Regions from separate parts of the Zea mays genome. Here all the other regions are linked to region 1. Evidence: chromatin contacts called from public Hi-C data. All regions are on one chromosome and are shown on one strand. The core of a region is the stretch at or near the end of the contact, and the rest is flanking DNA. Distances in the headings are between cores, read along the strand shown.

What was found. A called contact is a pair of places that touch in the nucleus more often than the background predicts.
Region 2: a Hi-C map of ear shows a contact between it and region 1, with 5 times the contacts expected there. The contact joins the enhancer-like site here to the promoter of LOC542314 in region 1. A contact is called at or near these places in 2 of 25 Hi-C or Micro-C datasets (ear and leaf).
Region 3: a Hi-C map of leaf shows a contact between it and region 1, with 5 times the contacts expected there. The contact joins the enhancer-like site here to the promoter of LOC542314 in region 1. A contact is called at or near these places in 2 of 25 Hi-C or Micro-C datasets (ear and leaf).

What each region holds. Positions count from the first base shown.
Region 1 is chr5:172,761,987-172,766,558 of Zm-B73-REFERENCE-NAM-5.0, forward strand. LOC542314 (cell wall invertase 1) reads left to right here and starts at 2,053. Exons shown (of 7, transcript NM_001111899.2): 1 at 2,053-2,306; 2 at 2,941-2,949; 3 at 3,517-4,379. The coding sequence starts at 2,105.
Region 2 is chr5:172,637,303-172,641,874 of Zm-B73-REFERENCE-NAM-5.0, forward strand. No RefSeq gene overlaps it. Among protein-coding and RNA genes, the nearest start is that of LOC100281259, 92 kb to the left of the region's middle. Within about 2 kb of position 2,074, at least 7 of the 20 cell types and tissues checked have an H3K27ac peak or open chromatin away from gene starts, as enhancers often do. A contact at or near this core is called in ear, where this site is marked.
Region 3 is chr5:172,828,348-172,832,919 of Zm-B73-REFERENCE-NAM-5.0, forward strand. No RefSeq gene overlaps it. Among protein-coding and RNA genes, the nearest start is that of LOC103648360, 56 kb to the left of the region's middle. Within about 2 kb of position 2,209, at least 16 of the 20 cell types and tissues checked have an H3K27ac peak or open chromatin away from gene starts, as enhancers often do. A contact at or near this core is called in ear and leaf, where this site is marked.

The DNA of each region.
Region 1 (4,572 bases), core at 803-3,302:
ACGACAAGAGATAGTGCAAATGGATGTGATACTATGGTGGCTACATGGATTGAAACATATTGTGATGACTAGCTCTACTTAGTAAGGTGGCTTGGTGCAAGCGGTGATAACGACTTTCATCTTGTTAGTTTTGCCATTTGGCATTAGTAGTGCAGCGTGGTGAATAGGTGGCTATCATATTGACCTTGTGGAGTGCCAGTTTAGTGTTGTGTTTAGTTAGCAAGCACAACACATTATTGTGTGGCACATGTTAATGTTTTAGTCCATCTTTTATTTCTTTAGTTTTGTTGTGGTTGCCATCATAGTTTTTCCCTTTATGGTTGTTGTACCTTGTTGTACCTAATCTAAGCTAATTCATCTTTTTAATATAATTAATGGTTCTCTTGCATAATTTTTTTAAGAATGTTATAGATTTTAGGTATCTTTTGTTTGAGATTTCTAGTGATATTCGTAGTGACAACATATCAATTAGTGTTTTCTAAACATATAGATAGAGTTCAAACTCTATTGTATATGGCATATTATTCAAAATTTTCTATTTTTTAAAAAATATGAATTCTAGATTTGGGATTGAACACATCTAGGCTACAACGTTGAATTGATGAACAATAGTGCTTGTTAATAAATTGCTCACATTCACATTGTCGCTCTTACTTCAACCATCATACATCCATCTACAGTGGTCACCCATATTTAATCCTATGGACTAAAGATGACAGATGAACTTCTCTCGTTATATATATCACTGTCCTACATATATGAGAAATGATATGTCCTAAACTCACCTAAAAACAACAACATAGTTTAAATTTAATCATAGATGAGCCTACAGAGGTCGAACGTGATTTGGAAACATAGCTCTATTGTTCTCTATCTCATGCATAAATATGGTGCAATGAAGAATATTAGGGTTATGATGTCGAAATCTCACTCGAACTCGTGCCTCATCATAAATAGCACACTATCAATTGTTCTATGGCTGTTCAAATAGGGACAATCTTGAAACAACATTTCTCACATGTAAAACGTTGTGAAGTATGCCAACTGAAACGGATGACACATACACTTCGTGAACCAATCGATATTTTACTTGCTTCTATGTTAAATAATGTTATAATACAATATTTTATTCAAATGCTAAAACTTATTACTAGATAAAAATAAAATTTAATTATCTTCAAAAACTAACCAATAGATATTCCATCATAACTACATTTACCAAACTAATATACTAAAAAATATAGGATAATTACTAAATTAATCGTGCAATAATCAGTATTTATGAGATTGATAATTTTAAATTTTGTGGGCTACAAACAAAAATTAAAACTTACTTTTCAAGTTGGAGATAAGAACAATGGTAGACGTAGCTCGGGATGGTATGGCGTCGGTGCAGACGGTTACCCTTTGTGCGAAGTGGCGCGGGCACGAGGGTGGGGACTTGGTACATGCATGAGAGAGAGGAAGAACGAAACAACTTCTCAAATTAAAGCATATGAAAATCACCTAATTTTTGTCTGTCGGTGGAAACTAATAACTAGTTTTTATTATCTTTTTTAATAAGGATCCACGAAAATTATTTTTGACCGATGAAAATCCTGGATCTTCGTATTATGTTTCGCCTTTTCCCGACTCTTTGCATGCTAGATTTCCATGCTTGGACTAAAACGAAGATAATAAAACCAATCTATCATTTTCACACGATGTATTCATACTTGCAATAGATAAACCACTACTCCGACGGGATTTGCTTTCTGACCTCTGAAATCTTGGAAGGATTATGTGTCTACACTTCTCGATCGAGGGGAAAAAGTCGTAGTACCAAGTTGTAGTTAAATTTGTTTCTTCGATGACAAAACAAAGGAGAGGGGCCCGCGCGGCGCAGCGCAGCGCAGTTGGCTGGTTCCGGAACACGAAAACCAAGCACACTCCACCAGCTGCCATCCACCGGGTTGGATGGAGATTACAATACTCGAATAGTCAGCCAGCCAGCCGGCTTGAACGTGCAGTTTTCCCCTATAAAACGGCCCCGACCCGGCCGATGCCCCGTCCATCCAATCCAATCCAAACCGTCCCTTGTCCCTCTCTTCCTCGAAACGCAGCTATGGGGACTCGGCCGCGGGGGGTCGTCCTCGCGCCATGGGCGGTGGTGCTGGTGCTGGTGCTCGCGCTTCGTCTGGCAGGCGCGTCGCATGTGATCCACCGCAGCCTGGAGGCCGAGGCGGCGCCGTCGGTCCCGGCCTCCATTGTCAGCCCCCTGCTCAGGACGGGGTACCATTTCCAGCCGCCAATGAACTGGATCAACGGTATGCTAGCTACTTGTCTTTGGAGATCACCCCTCCTCCCGCTTGGGCATCCTTTAATTTTGCGCCATGCTCATCTAATCTCTCTCTCTCTCTCTCTCTCTCTATCTATCTCTCCCTGTTCTCAAGCCACCCACGCGTTGCTCGTGTTGCTTCTTGTTCTTGATGCACTAGAAGCGTTTCAATTGTGGCGTCAGGCTATGCATACAGAGAATGCAGCCTTGTGTGGGAGAAATCAAGGAATTAGTATTTTTTTTTTGGTAGACTCGGTTGTTAGCACGGAGCTCGCTGCATGCAGTTGTTTTCCTTGTCCTGTCCCCGGAAAAGTCTAAGCTGCAAGCTATACATTCAAGCTTTGACAGTAGAGAGCCGCCGGAAACGACGAAAGACTTGCGGCGAATTGAGAAACGCCGCGCGTGTGGTGGTTAAAATGCAATAATACAGATGCTCTGTGTTTGATTAAGTACTGTACTATGCACGACGCTGATGGTTCTTGTGCTGTTCGTTCTTATGTCCGGTCGTCGCAAAGCTTTGTTCTGATATGCATGGTGTTGTTTTCTTCCTCTCTCTTTCTCTCTCTGTCCTTGCTGGCGGTTCTGACGATTGCTGGGACGACGGCGAAACTCATCGGCTGCAGACCCCAACGGTACGCCTTTCTTGTACCCGGCTCCGTCTTGTTGTTGCAGTTATCTTCTCCATGTGTTGTGCTGCCTGTTAGATCTGTAGTGTGTATGTCTGCAAGTATTCTAAAGTACTCTCCACGTTCTAAAATATTGGTCGTTTTAGTATTTCTATAGATTCATACAATATATGTCTAGATTCATAAAACTGAATAACGAAAACGACTAATATTTTAGAACATAGCCAGTACTTATCTAATATTTAGTAGAAAAGGAAGGATATTTAAACATTAGAAAATAGTGCATGCTCCTCGTGCCCCCGCAGACTCCACATGAGAAAGCAACGCGTAAGAATCATCATCATCAAGACATCAACATATATTAAGAATTCAGTGGTGTAAAAGCCGGTGGGTGCAAGTACACGACGACAGAATTTGACTTCAGATGAAACAACTACTTTATTAGCGAAAGAAAAAAATAGTTTTCCTAACAACAAGAAAAAGAAGAAAAAGAATAGCATAGCTAGTAGCGCGGTTGGTTGGCATACTGACGTATATTTGGCAACTAAACTATACTATACGTGGTGCATGCAGCTCCGCTGTACTACAAAGGATGGTATCACCTGTTCTACCAGTACAACCCCAAGGGCGCGGTATGGGGCAACATCGTGTGGGCGCACTCGGTGTCGCGCGACCTGATCAACTGGGTGGCGCTGGAGCCCGCCATCTACCCCAGCATCCCGTCCGACAAGTACGGCTGCTGGTCGGGCTCGGCGACGATCCTGGAGGACGGCACGCCGGCGATCCTGTACACGGGGATCGACCGGGCGGACATCAACTACCAGGTGCAGGTGCTGGCGCTCCCCAAGGACGCGTCCGACCCGCTGCTCCGCGAGTGGGAGAAGCCGGAGGAGTACAACCCGGTGGCGACGCCGGCGGCCGGCGGCATCAACGCGACGCAGTTCCGCGACCCGACGACGGCGTGGCGGCACGCGGGGCACTGGCGGATGCTGGTGGGCAGCGTGCGCGGCGCGCGCGGGATGGCGCTGGTGTACCGGAGCCGGGACTTCAGGAAGTGGACCAAGGCCAAGCACCCGCTGCACTCGGCGGCGCTGACGGGGATGTGGGAGTGCCCCGACTTCTTCCCGGTGTCCGGGCCGGGGCTGCAGGCCGGCCTCGACACCTCCGCGCCCGGAAGGAAGTACGTGCTCAAGAGCAGCCTGGACCTCACCCGCTACGACTACTACACCATCGGGTCGTACGACGGCGGCAAGGACCGGTACTACCCCGACGACCCCGCCGGCGACTACCACCACCGCCTGCGCTACGACTACGGCAACTACTACGCGTCCAAGACGTTCTACGACCCCGTGGAGCGCCGCCGCGTGCTGCTCGGGTGGGCCAACGAGTCCGACAGCGTCACCGACGACAAGGCCAAGGGCTGGGCCGGCATCCATGTACGTATCGTGTCGTACGTCGTCGGCTTTACTGCTGCTACGCTATCTATCTATCTATGTATCTATCACCCCGACATGATTGATAGCAGCAGAGATAGGCCGGCCCGGTGGTGTCAGCCGCACACGCATGCATGCGCCGGCCTGCTCCTCCCTGCTTGTGCAGTAGAAATTTCAGAGCGTTGAATCGCTGGTA
Region 2 (4,572 bases), core at 824-3,323, 120 kb before region 1:
GCTTGCATCCTCCCCTAAGGCGGGCCTAGGGGCTACTGTCGGTACCCTGAATCAGGGGTACCCTCTTCTACAGTATGAAGACGCTGCACCCGTATGGCACCTCCAGGCCACACGGAGAACAACACCCAACCCCACCACATGGGCAGGTCTAAGGGCACCACATGGCAAGAAAAGATAATACACCCCAGGATGCGTCGTTGGGTCCGGACATCCACAGAGGGACACTGGACCCCTGTACGTACAAGTCCGGAGCTCACAAAGAAGGCATGTCGGGTCCCTCGGGTGGGCCCCAGGTCCCTCCGAGTAGGGTCCGGGCCTTAGCAAGGTCCCGGGACGGGGAGGACCCCGACACGAGTAAGGGTCCAGTGCTGGCACGTGTCCAGGCCTTGCCCTACGTTCCCCGCTCAGGCGGAGACCCACTGCTGCCGCGTGGCTTGTGGCCCATGACATAAGCCAACGGGCCGAGCCTGACGTAAGGCCCATAAAGCCGCGCAGCCTCTGCATTTATTGCGGAGAGGACGCACCACCTGCCACCATGCTGATGGGCGACGTGCCCTCTCAGCATTTAATGCGTCCTATCCAATCTGCTGGCAGACGGCGTCAGGGTCATCCAGCAGACGGCGCGCCTGTCTAGTCTGTTAACAAACAGTGCGCCCATGCCGAGCGGCGCACTGTGCTCTTCATCCCTTCTACGAGAAGCCTCCCCTGCACGTCGGGGATGCACAAATCTCGGATGTCAGGGCACAAGAAGATTGCTCCAGCGGCAAACGTTTGTAGCCCCAAGTGCTATATTCTTTATGTCCCTGGGCCCATATGTCGGGGCTCATTACCTTTGTGCATGCCCCCTTCAGCTATAAAAGGGGAGACATGCGACGTTATAAGACAGATCCAATCTTAGGCTCACTCAGACACTCACAAGTTCATACAAGCTCTCAAGCAATACATCACACGTGGAGTAGGGTGTTACGCTCCGGCGGCCCGAACCACTCTAAATCCTTGTGTGTTTTTGTGTTTTTCCCATTTTCTAACTAACAAGCAAAACACTTAGGCCCTCCTCATCTTAGGATTTAGGACGAGTGCACTCTACCACCCGGCCGAAGATTTGCTCTCCGACAATTATGAATACGGTAGAAAAAACAAGGATAGAGCTTCAACATATGGGGCTCTAAAGACCGAGTTCTATAATTATTCAAAAAGTTTTGGAAAAATATGACCTTTGTTGGAGCAGATTTTTTTGTGTTAAAGTCGTATATTTGAAAATACAACTCTGTTTATGACTTTTATTGAAGATGCTTACTCGCCAATTCATCATTAGAAAAGACTAATGGTTGCACGAGCAGAGTTGGGCTCTAGAGAAACACATTTCCTAGGTATATCGAGAGCCAGGCTCAGATAATCTTTACTTCTTTACTTCTGTTATAGAGGGATGCTAGAGAGGCTGGCTAGACAACCAAACTCGTAAAGGCTGCATCCTGCATCTTGTAAATCTAGCCAGCCATATACATGCAACTAGTCATGCTCTAATCTCTCGTGCGAGGATAAATGTCCCTAATTAATGTATTTGCCATGGCCACTTCAAGCCCGACGCCCCTGATCAAAACATGAATTCAGTTTCAGTCAGAAGCGTGGTATTTTGTTTGCTATCCCACTCCTTGAGTCATTATTTTAGGTCTTTTCTTGTAGACCCAGATCCCTAATGTATCTAAGTCATTATTTTGTTCAACTTTGAACGATGATGAATAGCAGCATGAGTCTGGGTACGCAGATCTTTTGCTCCTGCTGCCTAGTGGGGTCGTCGGTCGAGGGACATGGCCGATTCCGTTCAAGTTTTGGGAAACTTGCAGACGACCTATTGCAGACATGGAACAGGACGTAGAGGTTGCAGACGACCGGAACAGGAGCAGCCGCGTGTGTTGCAGACGTGGGGCGGTGGTTGCGGAGGTCTTCTCTCTGCTTTTCCAACACCAAAGGGAACTGGGACAAATTGCGAGCAGGTCGGCGTTTCTAGTGTGGTCGTGTGTCACATGCACTGGATGGTCTCCCATACAAGCGAGCAGAAGATGGAAGACGGGAGGATGCACCTGGACTGGATGGCAGAGACTTACCGGGAATCGTGAGGATCGCTATATATGATGGACAGAAAAGAAGCAATCTGTCCAAGTAGCAAAACTACAGCCTACTCTGTTGATGAATGAAATGGTGAGAAGCCGGTTTCAGGCAGAGAGAGAGAGAGAGAGAGAGAGAGAGAGAGAGAGAGAGAGTCCACCCTATGTCACCGGCCATCCGGAAGACCGGAACACAGCACTAGACGAGAGACAGGACTGGATACAGAATAAATCTGAAGCTTTCGACGTACTACGTACAGGCCGGAGCTTCGGGTGCTGTTGATCATTCATCAGACACTCAGCGCGAGGCGTGCATCTGCATGCTGTGTGCCCGTGTTCGTGCTCCTCCCTCCCTCACTGAACATGACGACAGGTAGACATTTCAACCGGAGCAAAACGGATGTCCTGGGCCTGTAACTGTAACCCTGCTGTCTGTTGACTGACGACATGTATGCAGCAGACCTAGCAGGTGTATGAGAGCACGAACATGTCATGTCTATAGAGGCGTTGCTTTGCTATTCGGCCTCGAGCACACCTCGTCGGATCTTGAGTAGTTGAGTTGTTGATATCCCACACATATTACCTCTGTTCCTCTCATATTAATTCAATGACTACTAAAAAATCCAATCATCAGACAGCTTCTATTTTCAATTTTCAGTAGAGACAATCGACAAAAGGAAACCGCCCCCTGTACCATTGGCAGGGAACACTGTCTGTATCTAACAAACCACTCATGGAAATCAAGCTTCAAAGATATTTCTATTGAGAAAAACCCCTTCTGAAAATAGGATTTCTAGGGATGGGCCAGTTTATGTTTATCGAACCATCTTCAACCAGACTAGGGCCTGTTTGGGAGAAGAGGATTGAAGGAGTTTGGAAAGGCTAAAATTTATTTTAGCCTCCTCCAATCCTCTTGATCCCATACAAGCCATTAGTGTGGTATTGTTAAGAGAACAACGTCTAAACTTTATTACCTGCAGAGACAGTGCTCTTAGTCAACCAATTCTAAAAATAACCCCTATAAATACCCTTCTCCCTCCTCAGGGCTAAACCTGGTCATGCGCAACTACATCTCTTCGTTCATGCCATTAGAGCTGCAGTGGAGATGAGAAATTGCAAAAGGAGGGGCGGAGGTCTCGTGCTTTGAACTTGTCGAGAAGGGTTTGAGAGCTGAGTTTATGTCATCTCTAAATTATTTTCAAATTTTACCTATATATTTCTTTCACTAATTTTTGTTGTCACACAGATCTAGATCTAGAGAGACATGAGGATTAATATATTTTTTTCAAAAAAAATGTTAGCAATTTAGACTGCTTTTTTCCAAACTTACTTCACTAGTACAGAGAAGCTCTATACTGACGGTCCTAAACATATTTACAGTGACGTTTTTCGTAACCGCCAGTGCTAGAGGTCAGTAGAAATCATCATTTTTACATGCGGGTAACTGAAGACCTTAGGAATCGAACCGTAGACCTCACCCTCGCGCGTACCCTCCACTACCACTCCGTCTATGACATGACTTGTGTCTAGTTTGTAGTTGTTTTCTCCACATATTACAACCATTTGAGTGTAAATTGCTTATTTGAGACCCTAAACGAATTCAAATAAAAAAGTTGTCAACTACAAAGATAAATAACTTTTGAAGTTCTACAACTTTTATTTTGACACTTTTTTCATCCGAGGTAGTTTGCAAAATTTGAATTTTAAATTTGACATACTTAGATTCAATTTTTGAGAACCGAAATGAGTTCAAATAAAAAAGTTGTCAACTACAAAGTTTCATAACTTTTAGAGATCTACAACTTTTATTTTGGTGGTTTTATCATACGATGTCGTTTGAAAAACTCGAAAAATTAAGGATAAAAATGATTTCTAGTGGCGGTTCCTTAAGAAAACCGCCACTAGAAATCGTATTTTTACTGGCGGTTCCTTAAGAAAACCGCCACTACAAATCATGGATTTCTACTGGCGGTTTTCTTAAGGAACCGCCAGTAGAAATACGATTTCTAGTGGCGGTTTTCTTAAGGAACCGCCACTAAAAATAGCACAGTCGGTGGATAACTGGATCCGCCTGTAAAAATATATGGGTGCCGCAGGCTTTGAGCCTTTTTGTACTAGTGCTTGGCTCACGTCAACTCTAGTTAATTTGTATATTTACTTTGACATTTTTGGTTCATAACTTTTCAGATCATTTTTAAGCTCTACGTCTAGGCCTTGGTCTAGAATAATATTTATACAAAAACCTAGTCGATTTCTTCAACATTTATATGTGAATTATATCTTCACCTCCCTACATCATCATATCATATATAAGAGAAACTATTTGTAGCTAACCATTCCATTATGAGGCCCAAAAGCCCAGGGCATCAACGTAGATAACTTTCTCGAGCCATTGCTACAACAAATGGAGACCCAATGTCAAATAATCTACGATTTCCTCAAAGGAAAACCCACAGAACAATCCATA
Region 3 (4,572 bases), core at 959-3,458, 67 kb after region 1:
AATTCTGAAGCAAGTGGCCCGGCAGACTCATTTCCAAAAGCATTCCCTGGCAAAATCAAATACCGCAAGCTGGACCAGGGATCTTTGGGCCGTTTATTTCAAAATCAGCCCAAAGATCGGGGGCTTGTGGGGGACAGATATCCCTCGGGTCCACTAGAAGGATAAAAGACCTCACGAAAGGTCCAAAGGCCCCATAATTCGTAAGGACATCCCCCTCGTGGGCCTAGGAGGAACGAACAGTGAGATAAATCAGCACAAGGCCGGGTCGGTGCAAGCCCAGACGGCCCAACAACATCTGAGCAATAATTGCAAGCAGTGACCCAACCTTCCCGCACAGGAGCCCCGTACGTCGGAACTGGGCGAGGATGAGTCGGCTGAACTATAGGAAGATAGACTCAGTTAGTTCACTATTATTCCCGCTCACGTTGTTATCATATCCACATGTAATGCCCCACGGTCGAGTATATAAGGCCTAGGGGGCACCCCTTCAAGAGGATCGATCGAGAGAGACATCACTCATCACTTAGCCATCCACCCCGCTCTCTACGTTTTCCGGCACTAGAGAGCTCCCTTGTAACCCACCGCCTAAAGCATTCCAGCCAGGACATAGGGTGTTACGCATCTCAAAGCGGCCCGAACCTGTACACAACTGTCCACTATCTCTCGTGCATTTAGCACGAACCATCGAGCTACAGTCGATAACACCGTCCTACTCCAAAAAAGCACCTTGAGGGGCAACCCCGGGTGCGCGGTCGGACCCGAAACACCGACACACACACGCTAGAGAAAAGGGCTTCCGTCTGACGACATTAGTATCACTTGCTATAGAACCGGTACTGACAACATGTCAATATCGATTTTAACTGCCATGTAGTTGTAGAAGACATTAATACTGATTGGTAATCACAACCAGTACTAATATCAAGTCATCAATACAAGCTGAAGACACCAACCGGTCTCTTGTACCTCCAGTTGGCGTCATGTTCTTGCAGGTCTCTTGTGTCGTTGTGCTTAGCACTGGAGTTTTGGCCTTTGTCATGGTGCGATGATAGCCTCCCTTTGGTGTCTCTGCTCTGTCAGTGCTCTCCTTGTTAAAAAGAGCACAAAAATCTTATGCCGGGACAGTGAATATCTGCCATTCCCCCACGAGGATTTCCCCTCGCGTGACGTTGGATGATGACAAGCAGAACCTGAATGTGCCGTCTGGTGTTTTTGTTTGCTCAAAGGGAGATCATCGTTTTCAAAATGTTGTGGTCGGCGTGACTCCTGCCTCCTTTAGTCCTCGTCCACGTTTGCATGGCTGATGGCCATAAGGCAATGAAACACGCTTAGCTAAAAGGGGAGGTCTAGATGTGCAATAGCTTAGGCGTGCCAATGAGTATGTTGTTCTTAGTGGAGGTGTTAGTCGTTGTTCGACAATTATCGTCTCGGTCGCTTTAACCTGCGTCGTGTTGTGCTTCCTTTCTTTATTTCCCGTGTGTTGTTGAAGTATTTGCTATGTTGTGCTAACAACTATTTGTAATTTGTGGTCCGCCACAAAGGCATGTAGGCTTTTGACTTGTTTCCCTAAAAAGGAGGTTGTTGAGGCGTGACTTTGTCATGCCAGATTCAACGAAATTTATGTAGGGATGCTCTCTTAAAAGAACATATACTAGGTTTGATAAGCTTATAAAAAACATTAACATTTAGAAAATCAGCTAAAGTAGATATCAAAAATTATTTTTAAATTTAATTTTTAATGCTATAAATGTTAATATTCTTTTATACAAATTTTATTAAATTTAGAACGAGTTGGTTCACAACCATTAAAAATCTCTTATATCGCATTATATACTTTTCTTTTCACATATAAATTGAAAGGGTGTGTTTGAGACTGTTCTAGGTTCCAGTTTTAGCGTGAAGTTGTAGATTATAATATAAATATAAATTATCTTTAAAATATATTTTTAATATAAATGATACATGAAATAACTTTTTAAATGTCTTCTAAAGATTTATAAATTCAGCTTTATGATTTTTAATTTTACTGAATTTTTTAAAGCTGAGTCATAAACAGGGCCTGGGTAGCCGGGTTTCTTGAAAGGGAAAGACGATTTCGATATGGTCAAAGTCTCTTTGCCCAACTTGCAGCGGATGAATGATATGTGACCGATCAGACATCATCAGTCACAGGACTCCCGTGACGTGATGGCCACCGATCACATGTATGTACAGACGTGACATGTGGTCCAGCGAGCAACGAACTGAACCTTTTCTTTGACCTTGTAGTTCTGTTTCCTTGCACGGCTTTTCTTTGTTTTGCTAGTACACATTAGAAAGTTCTTTTTCGCATAAAAAAAAGTGATAGGACAAATCTCCCTGCTGTCATGCCTGAATTCTCGATGGGTGCAAAACCTTTTCTGTTTCGATTGCTTTATTGCAAAAGATATATGAGTGTACTATAGTATGCTTTAGGCTCCGGCACATACGATCCCTTGTAAAAAACATACTTGTCTCCCACCCACTACTCAGTACTCACATCTCTTCTACAGGCATTCACTTTAGCTCTCGCTCAACTTCTGACGCGCCTTCGTAACTAGCCCCTTCTCCATGCCCAGGCTACCACCATCCTCCTCCACCTACTAATCAGTAATCAGTAATCACACACCCCACCCACCCGTCGGGATCGAAAGACTACATGTGCCCGCTCACGCTGCTCTACGGACGTCTCGTGCTCCTCGCTATCGCTGACCCATTGCACACTGTCCTCGTGGCCGATTTTTTTTTTTTTTTGCATTTTGACACTTTCTCGGGAAAAAAATAACGTTTAGACTCTAGAAAATTTTAATGTCATTTTTGTACCATTTGCTCGGCGCATAGCTTATGACGTCGAAGTAACACAGCTCGGCGCCATAGGCTATGACGCTGAGTTACGTGCTGCGCTGGCACAACCGGACGCCGTGGCGCCGACGTGGCACCGAGCTCGACGCCAAGATCTATGACGCCGAGCTTGGTTATGTAAACAGGAAGCCTGTCTAGCTCAGTTGGTACAGTGCAAGGCTTTCAATCTTATGGTTGTTAGTTCGAGCCCCATGGTGGGTGTTTAATACTTTTTTTGTCTGTCACTAATTTATTTTTTTGTCCAGATTTTTCGTTTATGTCGCTGATTTGTCCGTCCAGATTTTTTTTATATTTATAGTAAACATACATTATGTATAGTAACATACATATATTTATAGTAAATCGAATTTTATTGTGTTCAATTTGGAACGTACTTGTCATCTTTTAGTTTTCTCATCCAATCTCCTGTATTAAACTCCTGCATAAAGAACACTCTCATGAATGCTCACAAAATACCATCTCTAATGAATACATCACATAATACACTTGGAGAAATGAAACTTTACCAAATCCTCGTTATATTGTTTGCTAGTTGACTTTTGCTTTGGACCTGAATAAGCAATCGAAGATTCCCTTGTTGGGATTTGATTTATTAGTGTATTGGCACATGTAAAACTGAAAACAAAAGGATTTAGTACCCAGCTATCATGAACGACGCTTTGTAAAAAACAATATGAAGTGACATAACAGCAGGTTCAATTAATATACTTGTACCCTGCATTTAAATATATGAGCACGTCTTAGGTATGCTAATTCAAAAGGGCATCCTGACATTTAAAAGGACAATTGACTGTAGAAGGATATATAACATACATGAGAGCTAGTTTCATGGCTGATTCATATAACTTACATTGGTAACTTATAACATGCAACATCATTTGGCTTTCTAAACTAGTTCAAGAAAAAAAAAGGAAAAAGTCAAATACTAACGAATTATGATAAATAAACTAGTGATGAAAGAGTCAATAAAGATAGATAATAGAAATATCATATTTGGTTGAAAACATTTCATTCGGAGTAAATAATAGAAGTAATTGTAAACAGGACATTGGTAAGCTCAATACGGGAGCACAAGCAGATCAAAATTAGTACAACCCCTACTTACATGCCTCCCGGTAAGAATAAGGGTGACTTATATTATCAATTTCAGTAAAAATATATTAGCCAACGTTACCGCCAACAAATAAATAAATCAAGTGAATAAGAACACTAAAAACAGTTGTTTTTAAGTACAGTTGACAGAAGCAGCGATATGAAGCATGTTTATTTTATTTGGGATGAACAGCTATATGATCCTTAACAAAAAATTCTGGATGAGAAATAAATCTGGACGGACAAATCAGCGACATAAACGAAAAATCTGGACAAAAAAAAACAAATCAGTGACAAAGACAAAAAAATCAGAAGCAGCGATATGAAGCATGTTTATTTTATTTGGGATGAACAGTTTTATGATCCGTAACAAAAAATCTGGATGAGAAATAAATCTGGACAGACAAATCAGCGACATAAACGAAAAATCTGGACAAAAAAAATAAATCAGTGACAAAGACAAAAAAAGTATTAAACGTCCACCGTGGGGCTCAAACCCACAATCTCAAGGTTAAGAGCCTTGCGTTGTACCGACTGAGTTAGACAAGCTTTGTAGTTATACAACCGAGCTCGACGCCATAGATCTTGGCGTCGAGCTCG